Regions from separate parts of the Sus scrofa genome. Here region 2 is linked to region 1. A link is a contact called in public promoter capture Hi-C data. All regions are on one chromosome and are shown on one strand. Each heading gives the region's core, a stretch centred on a gene start, on an enhancer-like site or on the middle of the called end of the contact. The rest is flanking DNA. Distances are from core to core; before and after follow the strand shown. Region 1 holds the start of LOC106504991. Region 2 holds the start of HBP1 (HMG-box transcription factor 1).

Region 1 (6,069 bases), core at 2,211-4,710:
TACTATTTGCTAAGAATGAATCCTCTGGAGATAGAAGTTATTATACATTATTAAAATATTGTAAGAAAATAAACATAGTATCTCAAGAAAATTTCAGACCATTGTTCCTTAAGCAGTTTTTGATAGCCCTTCAAAGTCCTGTTGGTTTCATTCACCACTTATTTATTTTTTTCTTTTAGGTCTGTACCTAAGGCACATGGAGTTTCCCAGGCCATAGGTCTAATCGGAGCTACAGCTATTGGCCTACACCACAGCTCACAGCAACGCCAGATCCTTAATCCACTGACGGAGGCCAGGGATCAAACCTGAAACCTCAGGGTTCCTAGTTGGATTCGTTTCTGCTGTGCCATGACAGGAACTCCTCATTCACTACTTTAAACACACAATGGTAATGGCGCATCCTAAGTCCCCAAAGTAACTTTCAGAAAAGCAGAACTGTAGGGATTTACATAATACACTTTAAAAAACTAAAACCAAAAGTTTCTTCGAGAACTTTATGCATAAAATGGATGCATTATTTTTAGAAATAAGAAACCAATTTATGAAATTATAATTTCAGTAAGACCACTAAAGTATGTACTGAGGGAAAGAGTTTCTCCTAACTTATTAATTGGCTTATCACCTCACTTCATTTTTAAGTTCAAAAAAATCCCAGAGTTTACTGTGGTATATATGGTAAAAATTCTCTGGCTCAAAGCTGTGAGGAAAACAGACAAGCCAAAATTGAAGAAGACCTAGTTATCAGAGGCCTGGAGTTGAAGAGAAACGAGAGGCCCTGTAAAGAAAAGGTTCTAAACCTAAACTGAGATCAAAGGGATCCTCTAACTTATACTGACAACAAAAGGGAAGCATGATCAAAATGTGGTCTCTGAAAGTAAAATTTGCTCTCCAATTACATTACGATTTTCTACAAATCCACTTAAACAGATAAACAACTAATCTCTCAAACTCAGCTATCCTAAGAGCAAAGACTATTTGACTAGTTTTGCCCCAAGGGGCCAAATGTTTCAAAACTCTCTGGGAACAAAAATTATGCCTCACCGTTTAATAAATTTGCCGTGACAATCCAAAACATAGTCAATTGGAGTATAGATGAATAAAAACTGAGTATTTATAGCAATGTTAATTACACAGTACAATATCCAAAAAATAAATAAAAAGCCAGTCTCATAGGAACCAAAACATCAAAACAAACAAAAAGAAACAAACCTCAAAGCAATGAACCAGGCCAGTATGAAGAAAGCTCCTAGGAGTGAAAGCAGCTTCTCTTATAATTTCTAGCTTGATACTATGTGTCTGAGCCAAATAAATCCAAATGCCTTATGTGTCTAGACTTGATCAAGGTCACTATCAACACAAACATGGGTACAGACAGTGCTGACTGTATGACTCTAAGTATGACTACAATACACTAAATTTTCCTAAGAGTATCATGATTTTCTACATTAGGTCGTAAGTTTAAAGTTCCAACCTTTTGAAACACAGATCTTAACCACTTAGTCTATAAAACAAATGTACCACCTTTACATCAGCAGTTAAGGATCTGGATTACATGCTCACTCAGAGGATGATAAAAATGAGTATGGACCCCAAATCCCTACCCAAACTCTCCCCCTACCCACCAACATTTCAACTTAATAATTTCAAAGATTCTAAGTAAGGTTATGTACTCAGTCTTACATGATGAAACTTCCTAAGCCAGTAATTTCTACAATTATTTTGTAAATTAGAAATTTTTAGTTAATTTAACTCATATATGAACTTCATGATTCTTTTATTCCACTGTAAATATTTTAGAACAGAATTTACAGTGGAATAAGAGAATCATGAAAGGGTGTACCCTCTCCAACCTTTTTAAGTACTATTGGATTGAAAGGCACTTGTTTTACAGTTGGTACACAATCAGAATAGTCATTAACTGCCATTAATGGCCCACTCATATCTCACTGCTTAGTTCAGGTCAGAAAGACTGACCTCCCACCACAGAGATGAATTCTAATCATTCACACTTTTTAAAATAAAGTTAAATGACACCATTTAATTTTCTGCCCCAATCTGTAAGATTCTGATATAAGCACAAAATGGATTCAAGACCCTATTATTGATATGGTTTTAATTTAAAGTCTACTAAAACAGACTAAATCCCACATCCCATAACAGGTGGGATAAATGGGCATGTTTGGGAAGGAAAAAAAATTAAGAACTACAGCCTCACTTTTTTACTTACAGAATTCTGACAGCATGCTAGAAGACAATTTCAAAGGGCAACAAAGCATGGAACTCCACTTTATCAAATTCACAATTAATTAATCTAAGGAATTCCTAAGGAATGCTTTAATATATGGGAAAAATGGATGCAAAATATAATAGTGAGAACAAGTATCTCCACACCCAGTGAAGTAACAGGTTTAGGCTTGTTTGTACAGCTCCCTAAAAATTAAACTCAAAGAGTACAAAAACCAAAATTCAAAAAACTGGTCAAGAGTTGGATGGGAAACGTTCCACTCCAGATTAAAACGTTTAATCATACAAAATAGTGTAATACTTTACACTTGCTAAATATTTTAATTTACTTTGTTACTGAATAATAGACGCTTGGGCTAAACCAAACAGAAACTGTTTTTTGTCCCCAAATAATTTTTTTAAAAATATTCAAGAACACCCAGCCTCATTACTGAAATTTCTAAGGCTACCTGAGTGTTTTTATTTTTTTCAAAAGTGGTGTCATTTCATTTGCCTCTCAGGAAAAACCCATAAAATTAATCAACTAAAACACAGCATTGTAATTTGCAGTAAAATCAACACACTTGTGTAAACGGATTGGGGAAGAAAAAAAAAAACAAAAACCAGTCTTTTCATGTAAACATAATAAGCCTGTAATATGCTGCAGACAAACGCACTGCATGGGGTGTGGAGGACCCGAGCTGATTAGATTACCACAACATCAGCCTGGGGCCGCCATTTTTAGAATCTGTAAAGGACAAAAGAGGGAAATTTCACTTTTTACTGCCCATCTCTGAGATTCAAGGAAAAAACGGACTGTCTGCCAATTAGGTACTGATGTCTCCAGTCCAGAGTTGAATGCACCTCACTTAATTCTCTCCAAGGTCTCCAGAACTCCAAATACCTTACGCTATTCACATCTCTAAAAAGGGGGGGAAATGGGCAAAACGGGGTTTACTCTAAAGCTAACTCCAGCGATTTCCCTTCGACTTTAAACTGTATCGTTCTTGAGACAGAGTCTGGCAAGAACGGATCTCTACCGAACGGAGGCCGGTGGAAGAGAGCCCTCCGGATTGTTTTCTCTCTCCCCCTCCCCCGTTTAGCACAGTGAACCGTTTGTTTCTCTTCTGTGCCTGCTGCCACAGTGTTTGTGCCAATCCCTTGGTCAAAATCAGCTTTCCTGAAATGTGCCATATTGTGGCTTCTAAGCCTCCGGTACAGTAAAGGACGGCGATAATGCAAGAGGAGTGGGGGAGGAGACTGAGAAGGCTGGGTACTGGGGTGACCACCTCAGGGGCGGGTTTACCCTCTCCCGGGGAAGATGAGGAGCGGTCTCGTTCTCCCACAAAGGGAGAGACCCAGGGCGTTCTTTCCACCCCCTTTGCATTTATGAGAAAATTAAGCCACAGACTGCCCGGCAAGAATGGAAGTAGCAGAAGAAAATGGGGCCTATACGGGTTCCCAGCACCTGAACAAGATGCGGCAGAGGAAAGGGAGAGCTGGCAGCTCCTGGGACCTCTTCGAGCACAAACCCCACTAACAGTCAGAAGCCTCCCTCCTCACCCAAGCGGCCCTAACCCGCTGCCGGCGAGGAGTGCGCCCCCTCCCTAACTCCCACTCTCTAGGGGGTTTAACTGCCAGTTTCCCCCTTCCCCAACCCTAAAACCCGCCATAATGCTCCCTTTCTAGGGACAGGGAGGAAAAAGAATAAATTCGATTCAAACGAGCAACGTCTTGCCCCCGCCAAGACACCTGAGAGCCAACGTCGATTCCCCCCCGCCCCCCCGGAAGGATAAAGATGAGAAAGCCCCCTCCCCCTGGAAACACACGTCTCTCCATCCCGCAAGCCCCATGAACTCCCAAGGAGACGACAGGCACTGACCTGCGATGTTCACACACCAGACACCCGAACCCCGTTATGTGCTCGACCCCCAAGGAGTCTCTCCACACCTCCGCGGTCAGGCGACCCCCCGATAGCAGCCACTGCGGACACAGGACCCGGCTCCACACACCCCTCCCCAAACAGCAGCGCGAAGCCTCTTCACCAGCAACCGAGGAGTAGGGGAGGGGGCACCGAAGCAGTCAGCAGGAACGCAGAGGCGACGGCGAGGCTGCTCAGAGTGTCTATGCCCCCTCTGTTGCCGCTCCCGACTCCGGCACGGTCTCCGACTCGGCCCCCTGCGCCCGCTCAGTGTCACTGCCGCTCGCTCTGGGAAAATGGCGGCGACGGCGGCGGCGGCCGCGGCGGCGGCGGCGGCGGCGGCCGCGGCGGCGGCAAGTGCACGGGGCCCGCCCGCCCCGCTCCGCAGGGGCAGAGGGGGAGGGGACGAAGCTGCCTGCCGCCATTTTGCTTGTGGGCTGCTGCCCGCCGTTGCCTCTCCAGGGAGGCTCGAAGACGGCCAACTGGAGGCAGAGAGGTGGACAGAGTCTCCGTCTGTTTCACAACAGATGCATTCAACAATTCACTGAAGGTTTGGGGAAGTTTCGGAATTTGGTGGGATTGGTTCTTTATCCCTTTTCCCTGAGTAGCCCTCAAGTCTGGATATCGGTGAGCTCGCGCGCGCGCGCCACTACTGGGTGGAAGGATACTGATCCTAGGCCTTGGGAAAGACCCTTCCCTCTCCCTTCGTCCTCCCAAAAGGATGCGCTCTCTCCCACTCCCCAAACCACCTCTGTCCCAGCCTTCCCCTCCCCCTCCCAAGTCTAGCCTCCAGCGCTGGATGAACTCAGTTGGGGTGTCACTCGACGCCCACTAGGGGCTGAGGAAGCTCCAGTGCGCAGGCTCCGAGCACCGGATAAAAGCGGAGCTGGCGAGTCCAGCGCCGTCTCGATGGAGGAGCAAGAAACGGAAGAGGTCGGGGGGAGAAGCAGCAGGAAAAATACAGCCACCGTCAGCGCCGCCTCCCTGCCACGGTGTATCGGGGTAAAAAGCTGCCATTGCCGTCGGTGCAGTTGCCGTTGCTGCCTCCTACTTCTTTGGCCCCGGGGAAGGATTTCCCCGCCGGCGGGACTGTGTGCGGGGAGGGGAGCGGGAATTCCTTTATGTGGCGGTGATTAAATAAGGGAGGGACAGAGAGACGGTTATCTCGAAGAAAAAGGGGAGGCCAAAGAATAAATGGTTTCCCCAAACTAAAATGACACGGTGATTCCGGTTCTTGTTTTCGGGGGTCTCTCCCCGAAATGGCGCTTTCTGTCTTCTCGCTACCCAGCGACCCTGAGCGCCTAGTAAGCGGAGTGGGGAGAGGCAGAGGCGGTCCACGCAGCCAATCAGTGCCTGATGTGTCTGTCGTGCGCCTAGTGATTGGTTCGCGATGACCTCATGCTGCAGCAGCGGGTGGGGCCAGAGCCTTCGGGGGAGGCTGTTGCACAGGCAGAGGGAGAGGTGACGATGGTGGTCGTTGTCGCCGCGGCCGGTATGGAGCACAAGCAGTGGCGAGGGGAATCTCAAGGCTCTTCCCTGTTTTCTCCTGTCCTTGCGCGAGGTGAGGGCCCCGGCTCGGCCTCTGCGGATCTTTGGGGCGCTGGCGCGGACGAGGAGACACAAATTCTCCCATGACTTTTGTAACTGCGTCAGGGCAAGATGGCGCTGGGTCTCCTTGGGGCGCGGGGGGAGAGGCACGTCCACCGCCGCCGCAGCGCATGTGACCGGGCTGCATTCCTGTGGGGTTTGGCTCAGACCCAGGCCGGGGCGGGGGAGGGGAAAGGGCTGGGGCGGAGGAGACTGTGGTGCGGTCGACGTTGGCGGCCTGAAGAGGAAGAGATGGCTGTTTGAGAGCGCTTCCCCTCCCCCATACTGCTTAGCCGCTGTGGCTCCTGGGGAAAGCCCCCGGAGGGACGCTCCTCCTG
Region 2 (6,069 bases), core at 1,587-4,086, 2.1 Mb before region 1:
TCTTTCTCTATTTCTTGGTATTGTTTTATCTTTTTTTTTTTTTCCTTTTTTTCGGCTGCACCCCTGCCATGCAGACATTTCCAGGCCAGGCATCAAACCCAAACAAAAGCAGCAACCTGAGTTCACAGCAGTGACAACAGCAGATCCTTAACCCACTGAGCTACCAGAAACCTCCTAAAACATTTACAATGATTAACTTTAAGATTTCAGTATAAATTATAAGAAGTACCAGAGTAAATGTAGATCAAAATATGAAGGAATATGAGCATTACTGACAAGTCAGGCATAAACAAGAATATACAAGAGTGGAGTTCCCGTCGTGGTGCAGTGGTTAACGAAACCGACTAGGAACCATGAGGTTGTGGGTTCGATCCCTGCCCTTGCTCAGTGGGTTAAGGATCCAGGGTTGCTGTGAGCTGTGGTGAAGGTTGCAGACGCAGCTCGGATCCCGCGTTGCTGTGGCTCTGGCATAGGCCGGTGACTCTAGCTCCTATTCAACTCCTAGCCTGGGAACTTCCATATGCCGCGGGAGCGGCCCAAGAAATGGCAAAAAGACAACAACAACAACAAAAAAAAAAAAAAAAAAAGAAAGAATATACAAGAGTATCACTGTTAATAAAGAATATCATTTTTCCTGAATTTTGTGATATACAATTTGTCAGCTTAAAAAATTTGTTGTGATTTATTTTCTCATACTAGATATATATTCACTATCATACCGAAAATACATGTAAAATACCTGGCATAATCTAATAAACATGCTACAAACTTCTTATGGTAGCTTAAGGAAGAAAAAATTTTAAAGGTACTGATATTTTTATTTGAAACAGAAACACAAGAGACCAGCTTGCAATTCTCCCTCAAGAACCTTCAGTGGCTGGCAGTTTATTCATTCATGAAGCCCAAGCCATTTGCCTTCATCACTGAGTATTTGGATAGTGAGGAAAAAGTCCAAAGAAATTAAAATACAGTGGAGGAGACAACCCTTAAAGCGACAGTACCATGTTTTAAGTCTGAGAGGTAGGCACTGAGAAGCATGGAAATTTGTGGGGAACCCAGGAGAAGGTAACTTTTAAAATAATGTATGTGGTACAAGTATGAGAAGTAAACAAAGGGGAAGAGTTTTAAAGGCTGAAAAAGGTAATTCGGTTTATGAAACGAAATAAAATGGAAACTAGAAAGTGAAATCAAGATTCATTTCATAAATACTGGTGTTTTGCTGAAAACGTGGTAAAACGGCCTCCTCAAAAGTATAAAGTAGCTCTTTTACTTAATACGCTTAACGAGTATATTTCATTCTTTTGAATATAATTCAGATTTCCTTAAAACTTTGCCAACTATTGCCTACTCGGCAAGAACTGAGTGGTTTAATCACGGAAACTGAACAGCTGACCCCAACACTCTCGCTAGCAAGCTAAAGCAGAAAACAACAGCAAAACAGCAACAAAAAGCAAAGACAGAAAGTCCTACGAGTACAATACAAATGTAAATCACTATCAATAGCTAAACAATAAAAGTATTTACAAAGGTTAAGGTCAGTTTAATTCTCAAAAGGTAACTGATGGAATCATTCGCTGCTAATTAGAGGGAAATAAATATAAACCACTTAGTCGGAATTGTTGGTGGAACTCAACACTTCCGAATATAAACACAACTCCCTATCGTCCTCCCTTAGTATCAGTGGCTCCCAGAGCTAAAGGCTCTAGAATACATCCCCGCATTCAGCGCTTCTTTTACAGAAGGTTGTTGCCGAAAACTCCTAAAGAATGAACTCCAGAAGGTGAAGAATGCCCAACGGCGAGTAAAATCCCCTAACAGCAAGTAGCGTTTAAAGAAACCACAAAAACCCGGCCCCGGCTGCCGATTTCGCCTGGATTCTTTTTTGTTTTGTTTTAATCTGCCTGGGGCAGCAGCATAGGTTGGAAGGAGAAGACTGGAATCTCCTGCCAAACCTCGGCTCCGGGTCAAACGGAGGCACAGCCTCCAGGTTCACGCCAAGTCCATCCCCCACCCTCTTTCGCCATTCATCGCGTTCCCTCCCCTCCCCCCATCATGTGACCGCAGCCTGGACTCCAGGCTTGTTTTTCCCCTCGGCTCAGCCCCACCGCGCAGGCGCCACGGAGCCCATTCATTCGAACTGCGTAACAATGAGCTCCGGGGCCCAGCAGCTCCGCGAGCTTCCCAGCTCGTCCCAAAGCCCCTCTCTGCCCGAAAGAGGCGGCGCCTCACTAGAGTCCCCCACCCCCGGCCAGCTGCCCACCCAGGCCAACCTCCGACCCCCCGCCCACACGCGAGAAGTTGAGGTCAAACTTTCTTGGGCAGCCCCGCTGCCGCGTCAGGCCCCTTCCCCCGCCTAGGCCTGCCCCATCTTCCCACCCGGCCCGGCCACCCACCGCGCAACCCGGCCCGGGGCGTCATCCTCGCCAACGCCTCCCAGCCTCAGTCCCGAGACCCCCGCTGGCCGCGAAGCTCAGGTGAGCTCGCGGGAGGCGCCACTCCAGGGGGTTCGCCACGGGCAAGTATCGGTCGGTTAACTGCTCCCACCATGAGGAAGAGGAGCGCGAACCCAAGCCTGCCCGGCGGCCGGATCCCCTCGGGATCCTGCCCCTCCCTTCCCCACCCCCACCCCTTCCCGAACAGAAAGACAACAAACCCGTCGCGGAGTGCAGGCAGCCCTGGCTCGGGCCCCCCTGGCCGCGACAGCACCACAGGCAGCTCCCATACTCCCTCTCCGACTGACGACGGCCTCCCTGGCACGCGTTACCGCTCCCGCCGCCGCTCTTAGTTCTCAACCGAAACTTTCCTACTTACCAAACCCGTCGCCATTACCAAGTCTTTCAAGCTTCGTCTTCCCCCTCCCCTCAACCCCCCGGGGGTTGGGCCTCCGAGCAGCTCCTTCGCCCTATTATTGGTCTGAGGAACTGCCATTCGACCATTTCCCTTTCCCATTGGGTGATACCGTGGTCCTTCTCGCGGGGCGGGCTTGTATTGACTTTTGTGTTGTGTTCACTGGAGAAGATGGTGTGTCAATCACTACGATGAGCGCTTCGGATTGGATTGCTGCCGAGACTCCCGGGACGCGAGCCAAACTTTGCACCCGAAAAGGATTGTGGGTTCGTAGTCTCATCCTAGTTTCATGCCTCTCGGAACCTGCAGGTCGGAGGAACGTTGGACTACAGTTCCCAAGACCGCCTGCAGAGTGCGGTCTTGATAGTAAACAAGAGTCATAGGGACACGTGTATCAGCTCGTTTGTTTTGCTGTCTGGGACAAAAGGGAGGGGGCGGAGGAAGGGAGTGTTTCAAAGCTTTGGCCTCTTCCCTTCCTTTGGGCCTTTCCTAGCACTCAAAGCAGCTTCACGTCTCTCGCAGCACCCATTCCGGGCCATAAACAGCCAGAGTCGCTCGCGGCTCAAAGTTTGGCAGGAGGCCAAGGTATTGTTTTAGAGAGAAGGGAAGGAGATGACTGCACAAGCGGAAGCAGTGCAGCATAGCGAGGGACCCAGTCACCCACAAATCACGGCCCCAGGCTTGATGAGGATAATAAAGACGGTGCTGAGCTCCAGTCGGAGGACAGCCTTCCTTTACAACGCGCCTAGCCTCACCACTCTCGGGACAGCAGCTTGAGGCTTCTCTGCCAACTCTGTTCAGTTCTCTCAAGATTTGTTGAATGCCGGCTACGTGCCAGGCACTGAGAGGCTTGGAGATGAACAGAAAGAGAGAAGCTCAGAGTCTGGAGAATTTACAGAGGTCTAAGGGGCCGGAAGTGGGGGCGATTTGCTGTTGACTTTGGTATTGAGCGAAATCAAAGCGGTGTTTTGCGTATTGAACCGCTTGAGGGTGGTTTAAGGTAATATAGAGGGGGCTATAATGTATGACAAAGTGATTTATTTTGTAAATCATTTTCTAAGTTTCTGCGGTGAGTTTTTGTTAACCATTTTTCCTCTCCAGAGGGCTTCCCATTGATGAAAGATGAATGACTTCCCACTTCGTGTCCATCAGAGTTCCTCCTTAAGTTACTAATGCTCTGACTCAGCCGAGGAGGAGGATGACTTCTCTGGCTTTATAGTTACCTTCACTTTAAACAAGGCGGTCCACCACAGTCCCTAGTCTGTAATTGATGTTATTACCATTCCCATTACAAAAACATTATTAAGCTTTTTTCCTTTGAACCTTTAGTGTTTAATCATTTCAGCTACGCTTTAGGCTTTATATCTTTAGATGACTATATGCATGCTTAAAATTGAGGAAAAATTACATTCGTGAGAAACCTATATTTGAAAAGGAGCCTTAAATCCTAGCTGATTATTCCTTTACACCCCCTACATTCCTTGAATTTTTAAATCTACCCGAAAGCCACAGAACAAATCAAGAATTACAGAACAACTCTCCTATACTGAAACAAATTTTAAATTGTTTTAGGGATTCCCTGTTTGAATTCCTCAAATGAAATTATAGAATAGTCCTCCCCACCCTGTGAGCTGAGATTTACTTTCTGTATTCACAAATAGTAATCAAACATTTTTTTTTGTTTCTTAATTTAGAGAATCAATAAAATGCCTAAATTTGTCCCTGAGTTAAAAGGACAAGATTTGTATTTATCATCTTCCAGAGATTAATAGAGTGATCCCAAATAGCCCTGCTATTTTGTGTATTTTTATTTTCTTCCTTCCCTTTGTATTTTAAACAGTGGGAGGATCACTGGAACTCAGAATTGTAAAGTTTGAAAATATGAACTCCGGTGTTTAATATCTTTTTTTTTTTTTGAGATGATATCTCATAGTAGTTTTTTTTTTTAATTTTAGTGGAGTATAGTTAACATACATTGTATTAGTTTCAGGTGTACAGCAAAGTGAATCAGTTATACATATAAATATATCCATTCTTTTTTCCCGTATAGGTTATTACAATCTATTGAGTAGATTTTCCTGTGCTATACAGGAGGTTCTTGTTAATCAGTGATTAATTTCTTGACAAAAAGAAAAAAGTCCATGGAATTCATCTGATCATTTAAAACTAAAATCTGAGCTATTTATGCCTAATTCCCTCCAAGAAACTAAAAAGCTTTCCCTCTCCCAAAAAATGAACTTGTGCCACTCCTCTCCCCTCTTCACTGCATACACCAGGAAATTATGTTCTCTGACCCTTAATTTATTTTAAAAGGTTTTCTAACAACGAAGTCCTACCCTATAGCACAGGTAACTATATCTAATCTCCTGGGATAGACCATGATGGAAAATAATATTTTAAAAAAGAGTAAGTGTGTGACTGAGTCACTTTGCTGTACAGCAGAAATTGGCACAACACTGTATATCAGCCACACTTTAATTTAGAAAAAAAAAGTCAAATAGAAAATATAAATAAAAATAATTGAATTTAGCTCATAAAAATTTTGGAGTTTCTGCTGTGGCACTACCAGATCGGTGGTATCTTGGGAGCCCTGGGACATGGGTTCAATCCCTGGCCTGGCGCACTGGGTTGAGTATCCCTGGGATGGCCAAAAACGAAAAAATAAAATAAATAAATAAAAGAAAAAGTTTATCAAATTGTTTTTAAAATTTTTCTATTTAAAGTGTTTACTCAAAACCTTAGGGGAGATATTTTCATTTGTGGGAACAATAACTTCAACTTCAGATCTTATTGTACAGTATTATAAATTGTGATATTTTAATAGCACTGTAAAGGTTTTCTATTCATTCATTCAAAAATATTAATTTAGTTCCTACTCTTGGTTGACCATGGTTAGTTGATACGAATACAGAGATAAAAATATTTTCACATACTTTCATTTTTGTCCAAATATTAAATAGAAGAGTAAAATCCCCATAGTTCAGTCACAACTGATTAAATATCAGTATTAGAATCTCTACACCTTTAAGTAGACAATTAGTCCTGTCTTCTGGCTCTCCTGGGAAGCCTACTTAGTACCTTATGTATATTTAACAGGAACAACATCCACTCTTGAATGACTAACAAAACCAGCCAACTCATAAACCAGAACAAAGATCAAAGTACAAAATCATTAAGATCACCCTAGAAATCTTTACGTATGTAAATTATACTCTTTCACTA

Evidence for each region. Promoter capture Hi-C pulls out the DNA fragments that hold promoters and counts their contacts.
Region 2: a contact with region 1 is called in a promoter capture Hi-C map of liver, with 7 times the contacts expected there. The contact joins the promoter of HBP1 here to the promoter of LOC106504991 in region 1. A contact is called at or near these places in 1 of 5 promoter capture datasets (liver) and 1 of 2 datasets of contacts at active chromatin or transcription factors (skeletal muscle).

What each region holds. Positions count from the first base shown.
Region 1 is chr9:104,910,196-104,916,264 of Sscrofa11.1, reverse strand. It overlaps LOC106504991, which reads left to right and starts at 3,460. Exons shown (of 3, transcript XM_013979822.2): 1 at 3,460-3,765; 2 at 4,071-4,694. The coding sequence starts at 3,460. The region is part of intron 1 of KMT2E (histone-lysine N-methyltransferase 2E); the gene reads right to left.
Region 2 is chr9:106,962,827-106,968,895 of Sscrofa11.1, reverse strand. It overlaps HBP1 (HMG-box transcription factor 1), which reads right to left and starts at 2,836. Exons shown (of 11, transcript NM_001244264.1): 1 at 2,812-2,836. The coding sequence starts at 2,826. It overlaps LOC110262252 (a long non-coding RNA gene), which reads left to right and starts at 3,094. Exons shown (of 2, transcript XR_002347084.1): 1 at 3,094-3,432.